2 separate regions of the Gossypium hirsutum genome follow, and region 1 is linked to region 2. The links are chromatin contacts, called in public Hi-C maps. All regions are on one chromosome and are shown on one strand. Each heading gives the region's core, a stretch centred on a gene start, on an enhancer-like site or on the middle of the called end of the contact. The rest is flanking DNA. Distances are from core to core; before and after follow the strand shown. Region 1 has its middle 27 kb from the start of LOC121208543. Region 2 holds the start of LOC107925254.

Region 1 (2,700 bases), core at 40-2,539, 37 kb after region 2:
GTTGTTCTTGAAGTTTTATGGAAGAAAATGAATCCTTATTGTTAATTAAACAACTTTTGTTAAGTGATTTCTAATGAAATTGCCAAATAGGGATTAAATTGAGAAATATAAAAATTATGTGTTAAATATGTGAAATTTTGAAATTTATGAGCTGATATTAGCATATATAGAATTTTTCTAGGCTTATATAGTGATGAAATTGCATGAATTTCATTTTACGGGCCTAGGTACTAAATTGTAAAGAAGTTAAAAGTATAGGGGCAAAATGGTAATTTTTCCATAACATGAATTTTGAATTGAATTGAATAGAGTGAGGTTTAAATTGGTTAAATTTGATTATATAGATCAAGAAAATCAACATACGGAATTAGATCGGGGAAAGGACAAAGTTATCGATTAAAGGATCTTTTTTCTCCGTACGAATTCAAGGTAAGTCCATGTAATTAAATTCTGTATATATATGCTTTAATTGAAATATATGTATGTGAATGGTTTAATTATTATGTATAATTATCGAGTGCATAACCGACGATGTACAAAGAATACTGAGCCCCGTTTGAACCTTAAGAATTCGTAGGATACAAATGACATGTCATTAAGGTTACCAATTCCAGCTCTTAAGAGCATACCGATACTCAGCTCGTATGAGCTTACCGTGATTCAGCTCGAAGGAGCTTATCGTTTATCGCTCGTATGAGTATACATGTACAAGAATTGACGGATTACAATTCTGTACACCTCGTGTGTATTACCCGCGTATCTAACGATATTCTAAGTGGTTCAACGGGCACAATTTGAAACAAAAATGGCACGCCAACTTGTTGTTCTTGCTTCGGTTTTGATTGTCCACTATTTAATTCCATGCTTTTTAATAAGGCATTCGGAAAAGTTGTACAAAGCTTCCTTCTATATATATATTGCTGTGCAAAACAAGTGTTATAGTTTCTCGATGACAAAAAATTCTCCCAAATCTTATCCTTTTTAAAAGAATAAAATTGTGCGAGTGTTGTCTTCTTTATACAGGACATCTATATCCCTACCTTTTCCACATGTCATATGATAATCAAACAAATTAGTTAGTAAGCCTGTAAGAATCCCTGGCAAGAATTTATGGATTTCAATTTTTTTTAATACGAAAGAAACATGGTTTTGGATTCTTTTTTTATTATATATATTTCTTAAATTGTAGAGTCCCAAAAGAATAGTGACAAGCAAAAGATTAAGGGAGATGATAGCGTTGATTCGTAGAATGAGGAGACAAGGTGAGCCATGCCCCGATGAGACAAACGGAGCCTCGATGTGATCGTAAAGGAGGTGGGTGAGAGAAAGCCACTCAGTGTCCTCTTATATGAGGGTCCCTATAGGGCAAGTGATTGCCCCACCAAGGCTAAGTTATCTGGGATTGAGAAGACCTTGGAAGAGTCTGAAGCCGATGGTAGTGGAAGTGACCGAGTGCTTCAAGTAAGTAGGCTTGGCAGTATTTGAGTGGTAAATGATGCGCATGACGTGGAGCTATGAACGTTAAGTTTGGGAGCTATTCGAATGTGTCCTGTAGCAGAGACCAATCAGGCACCAAGTGAGAATGTGAAATTGAGCGAGAAGAAGTTCGACCCCACTCGTGCAAAGCTGTAATGCAAGGAGTAGAGAGAATGTCGAAAACATAAGAGTGAAGGAACCAAGAGTGAAGGTTCCTAGAGTAGCGACAGTCATGCAAAGCCGAAGGTAAAAGTTAGATATACACCATGAGGAGGGATGGATTGATGTTTTAAAATTTTGGAAGAAATATGGCAAAGGAAAATCAACGTAAGGATTTATAGTGGTTCGACCCCTATTGTTTACCTCAACTACCTTAACTTACCACAACTAAAGATTATTCCAAATTCACTAATTTGAAAATTTCAAGGACAATGTTTAACCTTTAAAATCACTATATTTTAAGTAGGCAATATAGAGTTGCTTCCCCTTAAGGTTTTCTTCTGAAAACCTTAAGTAAACCCTCACTAAGATAAGAAAAAAATTATAAACAAGGAATACCACTTAAAGACTAATCTACAACAATATAGGCCACTCAAATGATTTTACATCACTTGAAAGATTTAAAGAAATAATTACACATGTGGGTGCATGAGAAAATATGAGAAATACAATAAAAAGATCAGAATTATGCACAATAAACTTTGTAAGCTTGTTTCTAATCTTTGTTCTGAGTGTTCCTGAACTCTATTTATATACCCTTGATGATTTGTAGTCGTTAGAGACATTAATTCGAGCATTAAATGCAATTGTAGGGGCATAAGTATTGGTACATTGGTCTTTGGTGTTCAATTCCTCCTTTAAAAATATGATAGTTGAACCTGTGAGTATCGCATCAAGGATAGAAAGGGTTCAATACCTTCTTAGTGTAGCTTTTAGAGAAATTATTGTTTCTTCTCTTCTTTTTCGATTTTACTTTATTTCTAGTTTTTAATTTTAAAATTTATACAACAGCATTTTACTTTCCTCTAAAATGTCACATGACATTTTACATGCCATTTAATAGTTAAATTAAGGGCTTGAATAATGACAATGCTTTATTGATTTAACATAGATAGTTTTGAGATGTAATTAGAATGTTTTGAAATTTGGGACCACTTTAAAATGAGAGACATAGTTTGAGGATGTGTGGTGCAATGAACTCAAAATTTTATGAATAACTTATGA
Region 2 (2,700 bases), core at 107-2,606:
ATTAGTCCTCTGGCACTGCAATTCGATCCGCCGTTCGCAACCACCCGACCAATTCCCTTTACTCCATTGATCTGGGGACTTTGGCCTAAACCCATCTATACAACTACATTTCACAGCTTCAAAGTTATCACAAGTAGCATGGTTACCACAATGGTTATACAGGTCACATACATTACCCGGATCCGGCTGTGTCTGCATAACGGTCCACATTTTCCGATCATCGTCCCACCTCGATTGTTGTTCCCTTCCATCCCAAGTTAACCTAAACCTCAACAAATCGGAAGGGCTTGAAGGATCATATGTGAAATATTGTGTCCTATTTTCATCAGGTTGTGATAACTTAAACCCATACAAGAAACTAGCAATATCACTCATGTTAGGTATCCCTGTAAAGATCACTGAATTCCATTGCCCACTTCTCCATCTTCTTCCCTTATTTTGATCCCATATAATAATTTGTGGACCACCATTAGGATCAACACCCATAGTGAAATTCCCTAACGAAGGATCATTACTTGATTTCCATGATCTAAAAACATGAAACTCACCTATTAATGAACTTACTGGTGCTCTCATACCAGGCAAAAATGTATCAGTTGGATGTTCAAAGCTTTGCCAATGAACTTTACTTGTATCAGTGTTCGATAACACTAAATTGCCTGTATCCCTGAGAATTGCTGCTGTGTTGTTTGATAAACCTGTAAGATTAGATGACCAAACCAAATTAGTGTTCCCATTAAGAACAACTAAGTTACCATCAACCCCAATCCTTAAAACACCATTCTTGGTTGGTATTGGGTTGTCTCTATTTGCAACCCATACAACTGTTTTCACATCAACCCTGTACCAAATTCCAACATATCTGAAAGTTGAGTTTTCAGGACTGAAAAACCCTAGTTCAAATGTTTCATTTTCAGACACTAAACTATCGCCGCCATCTGCAACACTTTCTCCTTGTCTGATTGTATCAACAGCACAACAAAACTGAGCAAAATACAGAACATAGATCAATGAAACCAGAAAACCAGAAACTGGGTTTTTCATGTTGGTTTCCATAACATGAGAAAAGCAGAGATTTTGAACAACAACAAAAAAAAAAACATGCGAAGGGTTTTAAGAGACTAAAAGTATATGCTGCTCACACACTGTAACAAACACGTTTGTGACAGGATTTATTCGGTTTGAAGTTTTGACCAAAAAGGAAAACTATTGAACGAGGAATCACAAAGGTTTGTACGGTTAGGTAATTAGACAAGAAAATTGACATACTTTTAAGTTCTATACCACATGGCTTTGACAAGCTCGAATCTTTTTTTTTTTTTTGAGGCAACCACCATTGTTGTTTATCAATCTTAGAAGCAATAAATTCATAATGAATATGAGTATAGATACAATGGTTTTGGGTTAAAATATTTTACACATTACACCATGTGCTGACAAGCAACATGTCAGAGTTGGTTGTTTTAGAGTTGGTTAACTTATGTCATAGGTATTTGTACTTTGCACAAATTCGAAATTTAATCCTTATACTTATATTTTTAGGGATTTAATCCCTTTCATTTCAAAATTCAGGTCCAATTGTTTATATTGTTAAATTCTTTTTGTTAAATTGGTTAGTGTGACATTTTGAAATAAAAAAAAACTCACTTGTAGCAATTTAACTAAAAATAACATTGTAATGAGCTTGAATTTTGAAACCTGAAAAGTAAAAGAGTAAATTCTTAGAAACAAAAGTAATTGAACTAAATCCGAATTTATGAAGAGTTCAAATACTTTAGCATATTTTAACTTTTAGAGTTTTATACATCTTTGTACTTTTTGGACTTTAAAAACATATTACTTCTTGTTTGATTTGAGTACAACACACTTACGATGTGAGTGAAAAATATAAAATAAAAAATCTTGATAATAATATAATTTATTTTATAAAAAATAAGTTTTTGATAATTTTCTAACTAAGTTGAGACTCAATTAATGTGTGAAAGTGACATAATGAATGACATTATTATAGTATAATTTTTATTCAAATTTAACAGAACTTGGTTAACCTTCGACTTCAATTTTAGATTAAACAACCAAAGACATTAACTTCTTGGAATTAAGAGTAGAAAGAATAAATTTAAAAAATTCAAAGAGTTAGGGACTAGAGGAAAAATTAGACCTTTTCTCTACCTCGATTTTCTAAAATAGTCAGATGGGATGCAAATATAATACTATGCCGTCAAAGGACCAAATAAAGTGGAATTATAAGCTTCCAATAATATTAAATAGAGAGAGAACAAATTGCTTTTAATAGTTAAAAAGAAAACAACAAAATTAAAGGAGATAAGAATAAACTTCAATTAGTATAATGATTTTTTTTGTGCTAAAAGAAAAGTAACTGTTAATGCAATTAAACAATTTGAAGGTGGCTGGCAGCTGTATAATTTCAAAATGGGCTGCCTTTTTTGGAGTTCGCAATTGGACCTATATGATTTGGTGAAAATACTATAAACACCCTTCAATTATTTCACTTACTTTATTTTTTACCCCCTATCTTTTGGTAAAAATATCATAAACATCCTTCAATCATTTTACCTTTTAAGGTAAAATATTGATGTTGAATGCAATGGAAGATATATAAAAAATGTTTACTTAAAATAGGTAAAAAAAGGTTAGGAACACTTTTTTTTTTTTGGAAGGAAGAACCATTATTTAGAA

Evidence for each region. A called contact is a pair of places that touch in the nucleus more often than the background predicts.
Region 1: a Hi-C map of hypocotyl shows a contact between it and region 2, with 3 times the contacts expected there. The contact joins the enhancer-like site here to the promoter of LOC107925254 in region 2. A contact is called at or near these places in 9 of 34 Hi-C or Micro-C datasets (callus, fibers, hypocotyl and 1 more).

Annotation. Positions count from the first base shown.
Region 1 is chrA10:1,678,547-1,681,246 of Gossypium_hirsutum_v2.1, forward strand. No RefSeq gene overlaps it. Among protein-coding and RNA genes, the nearest start is that of LOC121208543, 27 kb to the right of the region's middle. Within about 2 kb of position 1,290, at least 2 of the 9 cell types and tissues checked have an H3K27ac peak or open chromatin away from gene starts, as enhancers often do. A contact at or near this core is called in hypocotyl, where this site is marked.
Region 2 is chrA10:1,641,006-1,643,705 of Gossypium_hirsutum_v2.1, forward strand. It overlaps LOC107925254, which reads right to left and starts at 1,357. Exons shown (of 14, transcript XM_016855897.2): 1 at 1-1,357. The coding sequence starts at 1,056.